3 separate regions of the Gossypium arboreum genome follow, and regions 2 and 3 are each linked to region 1. The links are chromatin contacts, called in public Hi-C maps. All regions are on one chromosome and are shown on one strand. Each heading gives the region's core, a stretch centred on a gene start, on an enhancer-like site or on the middle of the called end of the contact. The rest is flanking DNA. Distances are from core to core; before and after follow the strand shown. Region 1 holds the start of LOC108486273. Region 2 holds the start of LOC108486659 (BTB/POZ domain-containing protein NPY1-like). Region 3 holds the start of LOC108484529 (transmembrane 9 superfamily member 8-like).

The links. A called contact is a pair of places that touch in the nucleus more often than the background predicts.
Region 2: a contact with region 1 is called in a Hi-C map of leaf, with 5 times the contacts expected there. The contact joins the promoter of LOC108486659 here to the promoter of LOC108486273 in region 1. A contact is called at or near these places in 2 of 5 Hi-C or Micro-C datasets (both in leaf).
Region 3: a Hi-C map of leaf shows a contact between it and region 1, with 6 times the contacts expected there. The contact joins the promoter of LOC108484529 here to the promoter of LOC108486273 in region 1. A contact is called at or near these places in 2 of 5 Hi-C or Micro-C datasets (both in leaf).

Annotation. Positions count from the first base shown.
Region 1 is chr6:98,493,557-98,496,736 of ASM2569848v2, reverse strand. LOC108486273 reads left to right here and starts at 1,665. Exons shown (of 4, transcript XM_017790238.2): 1 at 1,665-2,484; 2 at 2,931-3,001; 3 at 3,113-3,180. The coding sequence starts at 2,392.
Region 2 is chr6:98,892,329-98,895,508 of ASM2569848v2, reverse strand. LOC108486659 (BTB/POZ domain-containing protein NPY1-like) reads right to left here and starts at 1,470. Exons shown (of 4, transcript XM_017790826.2): 1 at 476-1,470. The coding sequence starts at 537.
Region 3 is chr6:98,841,806-98,844,985 of ASM2569848v2, reverse strand. LOC108484529 (transmembrane 9 superfamily member 8-like) reads left to right here and starts at 1,624. Exons shown (of 7, transcript XM_017788348.2): 1 at 1,624-1,969; 2 at 2,514-2,678; 3 at 2,765-2,874; 4 at 2,973-3,081; 5 at 3,171-3,180. The coding sequence starts at 1,640.

The DNA of each region.
Region 1 (3,180 bases), core at 416-2,915:
GGGAGACTTCGTTGGTGAACGTTACAAAACAGGTGTGTAACGAACCCTCTTTCGTAGCTTAACTCGATATATGCTGAAAAGCCAAAATGCCGAAAATTCTGGCATTTCGAGGACTCGTGAGCATGCGAAAGCTCATAGGTTAGCTAGATACTCTAAGTTTGATGATAGGGATCGTTGGAACAGGTAAGGGCACGATTTGCTGCATCACGGTAAGTTGGGCCTCGAGGGGCTGAAATCAGGCCCAAAGGGCTTTCGAGCCCATTTGGGTAAGTTTGGTAGAAAATGGAATCCAGATAAATAGCACAGTAAGACAATTAATAGCATTATGGAATATATGCTAAATGGGCCTAGATGACTAGATCGGTCATGCAGGGCCCATTAGGGGTTTTTGGCCCAATAACTCGGTTTTGCTAAAATGGGCTAGAATCGTTGATTTAACACTTGAAATTATTGATAATTGATAATGAGCATGGAAAACCCTAATAATTGATAGAGAAATTAAATTACCCTTACAATGTGAAAATGACCTTTTTGCCCCTAGGTGAAAATGACCATTATACCCCTAGGGTTATGTTATAATTAAGATGCATGTGATACATGCTTTTGTACATGATATGCGTACATGATATGCCATGATATGCACATGATATGCCATGATATATTCACATATGCATGGGTTGGGTTTTATATGAACGGAGGAAGTGCTAAAAGGGCTTTGCCCCAGTTTACCGAAAAGGGCTTTGCCCCAGTTATTAAAAGAGGCTAGGCCTCCAGTTATATGATAAAGTAGCTATGCTGCCAGTGGAGAGTTTGGTTGGGTGGGTTGAGTTATTCCCCACATGGAGAGCTTGGTTGGTACGGGTGGAGAGTAACGGTTGGTGGGTTAAGTAGTCTCCCCAAACGAGCTTGCATACATCCATTAATATTGCATGTGATATTGAAATGGGCCTATGGGCCATACCGATTACAGTAAAGGCTTTGGCCCAGTAACCGTTAAACGAAAGGCTTCGGCCCAGTATATATTGAAACTGAACTTGGGCTTAGGCCCAGTATGCTGATATTGGTTGGGATCTGAAAGGGGCTTGTTGCACACTGAGTTTCCAAACTCACCCCTCCTTCCTTATCCTTCCAGGTGAGCCTTGATGTAGGGACTTGGAGCCAGAGGGGATTCAGCGTGGCCACGGTGATCGCTCTTGGACTTTACAACAAGTAACCGGTTTCCTTTAGTTTATCTTAAATACTATTTATTTTTGGGTTGTAATAAGGCCATTTTAAATATTTTTCTGGGATTATATTATTTTTAATAACTCTAAATATTTCTGATAACAATTCAAATGGGCTAGACTTAGGGCGCATTTACAAAATGATACTCGTTTTCAAAATAACGCAACGACACGATTAACCGGTTTATCAAAAATATCTACTCAAATGAATTTCAACTCGTTTATCAAAGTGTGGCGATGGTTGTGGGCATGTCTAGGATTGGATCCAATCGAGAGTCTGGTACTTAAGTAGCCTTCATGGCTCACCTCCTCTGTTTCGGATACCTACCAGGTGCACAGCTTCCATTCACTTTGTTAACTTTGCAAAAGACGATCTTTTAAAACACTAATACGAGTAATTAATATATATATATATTGTAGCTGTGCTGGCCATCCAGCCAAGTCCAACCATGTAAAAGGTTCTTTCTTTGCAGGAAAAACTGCAACCCCCAGTCCCATGAAAACAAAACAGTAGCCATTTATGTCCTGCCTTCCCATTATCCAAACATCCTTCCTTTCTCTGTCTAAAATGGTCCAGCCAGCTTTTACCATTGTACTAAACAAACCCCCTAAATATTCAAAAAAAAAAAAGAAATATGAAAAGCTAAGACAGATAAAGAAGGAGATATGTCTTCAATTGTCCTCCAACCACAGAGCTCTCTCTCTCTATTCCCCAAAAATTAAAAATATGAACTTTCTTAATTCCCGCATTTACCCTTCTCTGTACCGCTATCTTCCCATCACTCCTTCAACTCAAAGTCTTTCCATGTTCTTCTTCATGGGCTTTTTTGGGTTCTCACATTCTCCATCCAGTTTCAGAGAAAGTTGTCTTTTCTCTCCCCATCTTCCTTATTATTTCCTTTTTCTTTATCTTTCAATAAAAATTCCGCCTTGAACGGCGTCTTGCTTTTTCTTCAAGTTTTGATTTTTCAATTTGAACAAGTTAATAAAAACAAGTGCTTTTTTGGGTTCTTTGGATTTTCTTTTTTATTTCTCCTAATTGGAATGGGATACGGTTTTCTGGGCTATAAATTTTAGGGCAAAAGATCATCTCTTTTTGCCTATATATATTCTTGAGAAAGGTTTATTTAAAAAAAAGATAATTGGGTTTCAATTTTAATAATTAAAGATGAAAAGGGTTTCTGTGAACTCGGTTGATGAAGGAACTAGGGCTAGATTGAAGCATCAAACCCTACTCCAGGAATTCTTGCAATTGCAAAAGGTTAGTCCTTTGCCTCAATTACTTATTTTGTAGTCCTTCTATATGACAAAAACTAGGCCGCATTCTTTTTTATCATCAAACAGTTCTTTTATTACATCAATTCATTAGTTTTAGATTCTTGTTTTGATTCTGCAGCATATAGGATGTTGATATTGAGTTTGTTTCTGCCTAAAATTTTAGTTTCTGCCTAAAATTTTAGTTTTTTCTTTGATTATTACACCTGTTTTATGCACTTTAGTTGGCATAGGTTAGGCGTTGTTGTTGATGGTATAGAATATAAGGATCTAAACTTTCATATGTTTATGTGTCCAGTTATAATCTACCTGTTTTATGTACTTGAGTTGGCATAGTTTAAGTGTTGTTGATGATATAGAATATAAAGATCCAATTTTTTTTATGTGTTTATATCTCCAGTCTTAATGAATCTACCTGTTTTTGTGCACTAGGAATTTGTTTCAAAGAAGAAAAAATTGCAGACAGTGAACCAGAGGCGAGAAACCCTTTTGGCCGAAGTTCGGTACTGTATCTATTTCACGAATTTGTATGGATTTTTGCATGTTTTAGATAGTGATCAAGACGGATACTTGATAACCTATTAAGATTATGTTGTTTTTCGTCTCACTTCTAGATTCTTACGACAGAGGTACAGCTATTTATCAACGATCAAGTCTCGACAACCTGAACTAGAGCAAGATT
Region 2 (3,180 bases), core at 221-2,720, 400 kb before region 1:
AAAAACAAAGCAATAAAAGAATAATAATTGCAATAAAAACACCCATGTGGTTAATCTGTCACCAAGCTAAAAGAAATTTAAAGGAAAATAATAATAATAAAAAGAGAGAACAATTACTTGTTAAAGTTGTGACTTTTCCGATGGAATGATTAACCGCTAAAAGTTTTCTATTTCTTAAGGTATATTTTAAAAGAACCCCTCAATCAATGCAAAAATCAGTTGACAAAACAAAGATAAATTTTCAAATGCATCAGATAAAATATACATATTTCAGTAGAAAACCAATGAAGGCTAGAGTTAAGCTTACATCTAAGAAACCGTAAGAACAAACCTAGAGTCAAACACCAAACATAGTTAAACATGTCTGGAACAGACACCATGATGGAAAACAAAACCAAATCAAATGGAGATAACAGAAAGCTAAAGAACAATTTAAAACGGGAAAAGAAAATAATGTGAGTGAAACCCATCTTACCGGATGCATTTGCCATCAGCTTGGAAGGCGTCAGGCTTGGAGCCAAGTTTCATAAACTTCATGTTTACTCTTTTTTCTTCAGAAAATATGTTCACAAAAGAGAAAAAGAATAGGATAAAATCCCTTTAAAAAAACACGACAAGCTGACCTAAATTCCTTGTGGCTGTGAAGCTATTAGCCATACCATGTGCCAACGAGAACGTTCCTTTCTTTCCCTGTCTATATCTATCAGCTGAATAAAACCAAACCAAGTAGCAGAGGCAAAGAAATAGCCTCTCTTTTTTTCCAGAGAAAATTTTGGGACTTAAAAATAACTAATTTATGTACTTAAAATTCTGAAGATAACAAGCAAAATCAACACCAAGTAGCCAAGGAGAATATCTAATAACCATTGGACTGAGACAACAACAGAAACATCAACATTCCTATCTTCCTTATCTTCTTCCGGATTGTTCTCATCCCATTTCTCAGCTGCCACATTTTAGGAAGACATTGATGAAGCTTTAATCTTAATTACCAAACAAAGTTCACTAACAAAAACCAATAACCAAAAACCAGAAATACAAGAAGGATCAAAAAACCAAAAAAGACAAGCGAAGGGAAGATTGTAAATTTATGGGTTTATAGAGGGAAAAAAAAGAGAAAGATGGTAGGAGAGAAAAGGCCAAAAGTAAAGAAAGAGTCATATGTGAGAGAATGATGGGCTTGTTAATATTGGATACATCATATCAATAGAATTCTCGCCGCCTTTGCTTTTAAATCAGCTTGATTTGCTGATATCAAAAGATCTTTCTCTTATTCTCTAAATCCTCCTCTGCCTAAAGGCGCATATATCGATGATTCAATCTCTTTCCTTATTGCCCTCCTCTTCTCACTTTTATTATTATACGATGATAAAGACTGATATATGCATAATAATATATACACACTACACACACCTATATGTATATATCTGTGTACGTGATGTATGGTGATCATCTACTCTTTTAGATGCACTTGTTTACCTCATCTAATCCCCTTTAGTTATTACTCTCTTCAAAACCGTTTATGTAAACGTGGTTTAATTGCCGCCAACGTCCCTAAATTATCACTCAAATTTTAAATTAACTCTTCAATTTCAAAATATTTTAGTTGAATTCTTTTGTATAAAGCGTTATATCAATGTAGAGATCAAATGTGAATTCTGATTTTACATATATAAAATTTAAAATACCTAAATTAAATTATAATCATAATCAAGTGTTAGAAAATTTATTTCCTTTTTAATACATCAAATTTAAGTTATTCATTCACTAAGTATGCAATTTTTTTAGACATAAGTATGTAATATCATAAGTATGTAATATTTATAACTTAATCAATATGTTTTAAACATGTTACGTATCAATTTTGTGTTAACATATAACATCCGAGTTAATGGCTACTAGCATGAGCAAAAAAAACTGAGAAACTAAAAATCAATCCAAACTGATTGTATTTCAATAGTTTAGGTTCACAAGTTTAAGAACCATAATTCTTTTTTTTACTATATTTAAAATTATTCATAATTTCTCCCAATCCTTAAACAGAAGGATAAATGTGCTTCAACGCGTTCAAATATACATCCTCCTGCAATGACAACAATGCCAATGTCAATCAAGTTAAGACTCAACTACAATTAATTGAACTGAATCGAGTTCTATATTTTATTTAATTTATAATTAAATTTACTTTTTAAGATTTAAAATAAATCTTTTATATTTAAAATAGTGAAAAATATTATGTTAAAATGTATTTCTTAAAAATATCGTATAAGAGTCCTTGATTATTTTTCATATGCTTGAAAACTTTTATGGAAAACTTTGAAATTTTATTAAAATAAAGTAAAAAATCCAATGCCCAAAAATAAAATGGAAAAATAGTAATCAAATTGAAATATTATGGAGGTTAAAAAATTCATAAAAGAAAATTAACCAAATCTAACTGAACTTTAAATTAACGGAAGGTTTCAATTAATACGATATTAATACTTTAAATATTCAATTTGAACATTATGAAATTTAAGAACCAGTTTAAAATTTGAAGCATAATTGGGGGCGTTTAATAAATTAAACCACAAAATAAATAAATAAAAAATGTCAATGGACAGTGTTACAGAGTGGATTTGAAAGACTTTTTATAATGCCGTAAAAGCACGCAACCTTTTTCTTTTACGGCGTTGCCCTCTCTTTCCTCTTTTATTTACTTTCTCTTGCCACCCTGTGCTTACTCTTACGCGCTTCTTGTTTCGTGCGTGCTTTGCTTTGCTTTTTTTTTTTTTTTGAATTTGACACGTAGCTTGTCGTTTTTACTTTTTTACGCTAGCTTTTTCTTTTTATTATTACTACTATTATTATTATTCTCTTACGCTTCGGTGGATTTTCCTGTGAATAAAGTATTAGCTTGGTCGCTTTGTGTCTCGCAATACATTTTGAACACGTGTAATTAAGACCTTACATAGCATACGTGGCATCATGTAAATGGATAATCCAAGATCTTGTTATCTTCTCTTGTCTTACACTAGCTTGGGAAGAAGTAGCTAGCACCGAAGGTCATCTTAATTGGTATGATTTATTCTGATTTTATATTAATATCAAATAATTTAAATTTCATTTGGATGAAAATTTTGATATATTTTGATCGTTTTGTTGTGTTTCGATCTATTTCAATTTATATTTGTTTGTATC
Region 3 (3,180 bases), core at 375-2,874, 350 kb before region 1:
ATTAAGGAATTATTTTGTTATATCAATACATTTGAAAATTAAAATTGACATATATAATTGCTAAAAAATTAGTACAAAATTTGAATATATTTGAACAATTAAAAGATAAATAATAATTGTATAAGTTATAAATGCATAATTTTTGAATATATATATATATATATATATATATATATATATAATAAGTTATATATTAATTTTATTCAGCAAAATATTTTTAATTAATATTTTTACTTTTATTATTATATAAGAAAGACAATGAAGTAGGATGCAACAAATTTAAATTTAAAATTTTCAATATTTTAAAAATAATTTAATGATTTTTTTGAATAATCAAAATTAAACATTAACATATTCTAAAGTCGAAAAAAATAATTTTAGTATTCATAAATATATTATTCATTTTATTTAATATTTAAGTTTATTTAATATATATTGCATTTTATAATTAAAAGTACATATTACATTAAAAATATGTATTGTCAATTTAAAAAAATTAATATATTGTTATCAACGTTACTTATTATTCAATTCCTGTAGTTTTATTTTTTATTTTTTTATAATATCATAAAATTATCAACTGCTTCGATAAAGGATTTTGCATAGATTAAATATGGTTAATAATTATTATTTTTATAATATTTATTGTCATTAAATTATGGGATTGGCATTAGTTTAATACAATAAATACCATTGTGTTAAGTAAAGATCGTCGTTTTATATATGCTACTTACGATTATTTCTAAAGACATATCATATCTGATTTTCCTTCTTTTTTCATTATATAATTTTCTTTTAAATTTAAGGGATGATTATTAATTATACTTTCAAATAAGTTCTTAAGTTTAATTTATCAAATATTAAATATAATAAAAATTAGTAAAAATTTATAGATACAAATTTTACAAAAAAAAGTTTGTATTAATTTTTCCATATTTTATTATTAAATTTCTATAAATTTATAATAATACAAATAAAATATAATTTATTTTGTTAAAGGATATTAATTTCATTTTATACTTATTCATTATAAATTTCTATACACAAATTTATTCAACCAAATAAAATAATACTATTACATATATTTTTATTAAGTGAAGAAACTATGTAATACTTATTATGTCTCTATTCTATTCTCACAACATAGCTATTCGATTCTTACTCTATTCCATTCTTGCGAATGAAATGTTTGTAAAGTTTTAAGACTAATTTAAGATTAAAATGTGTCATAGGTCTCCATACTCATTGTAAATTTGAAATTTAATCCTTATATTTTTATTTCCAAGAGTTTAGTCTCTTTACTTTCTAGATTTCAAAATTCAAATTCAATTGTTAACGGTATGAAATTCTTTTTATTAAAATTTTTGGTGTAACATTTTAAAATAAAAAAATCTCAGTTGTTTTAATTAAAAATAACTTTGTAATGAAACCTGAATTAATAAATGTAATAAAATAATGTTTTAATTAAAATAACTTTGTAATGAAACTGAATTAATAAATGTAATAAAATAATTTTAATAGTATTAATAATTTAATTTAAAATTTAAAATCTAAAAATAAAAAAATAAATTCGTAAAGTACAACAACTAAATTTAAAATTTACTAATAGTATGACACATTTTAACCCTAATTTAAATCTATGTGGACACATGTCACAAGAAGAATAAATCACCACAAGCGCACTGTATCAGAACAAAGGGGAACAGAAATCAGGTTCCCGCCAGCTTCTCTTGGTTTTTGGTGGTCGTCTTCTTCTCCTTATAACACTCCCCCAAAACGCTCTCTTTCTGTTTCCAAGTTAAAAAAAATAATCAAAGATAGTTTCTCCACCATCATAATGGAATCTCAATCGAGATCTATCCACAATAAACGCTCGACGGCAATGATTCCGGCGCTTCTCTTCCTGTCTCTGATCCACGGCGTTCACTGCTTCTACCTTCCCGGCGTCGCCCCCGAGGACTTCCAAAAGGTCTCCTCTCCTCTCGTTTCGCTTTACATTTTTTTTGTTTATGTCTCTTGCTTGATCTGCTTTGTTCCGTTTGATCTAGCTTTGAATTCGTATCTTCACTTTAATTGTTTGGTTCTTATAGAATTATAATAGGAATCGTATCACTATCAGTATGAGGAGGCAATAAATGAAAATTTTAAAAAATTCTGTTTGTAACTGGAAATGAGGCTTTGTTAGTTCTCATTTAAATATATTTGATTCCATATCTTATTTTATCCAACGCATCTGACTTTCGTAAGCTATGCTGCTCGTGTTTTATAATGCAACCGAGGATGGTTATTGCTTAAAATTAGGAATTGTTGTACCGAAAAAGATTTTAATACATACATTGCTCTGATGCAAACATGCTTGATGTTGACTAGCACCTTACGTAGTGCTTATCTTGTTTACCTAATCGATAATGACTTTTTGTTAAGTCACTTTAGTATCTCTCTAGTGCTGCTATATTTGGGAGTGTTTATTGTGTTTTTGTTTAGTTATTGATTCCTTTTGTTGTGGATTGCAGGGAGATCCTTTGAAAGTGAAAGTGAACAAATTGACGTCTATAAAGACACAACTTCCTTACTCCTATTATTCGCTTCCTTTTTGTACACCAGAAAAGATAGTGGACAGTGCGGAGAATCTTGGGGAAGTGCTTCGTGGTGACCGTATTGAAAACTCTCCTTATGCAGTTAGTTTTAGTATCTCTGATGATAATGATGCAGATTGTTTAGTGTTTGGTTGTTAAAATGTTCTCTTTCACTTGAATTAATGCAGTTTACAATGCAAGAGCCACAATTGTGTACTGCTCTTTGCCGGATTATGATTGATGCCAAAACTGCAAAGCAGTTTAAAGTGAAGATTGACGATGAATATCGAGTCAATATGTATGCTAGTTGTGTTTTCGGACATGGAATTCATCTATTAATCTCATAGTGGTTGTTCTGAAGTTCTTTCTCTGATTAATTAGTGATTCATTTGACAGGATCCTGGATAACCTTCCCCTTGTTGTCCCTATTAAAAGATTAGATCAGGCTTCTAATACTGTTTATCAGCTTGGCTACCATATTGGGCTTAAAGGCCAATATGCCGGGGTAAATATAATAACTTATCAGAATCATAAGTTCCTTTGTTTGCGGATGTATTAGCTACCATGTATGCTTACTTTCTCCGTTGCATGCAGAACAAGGAGG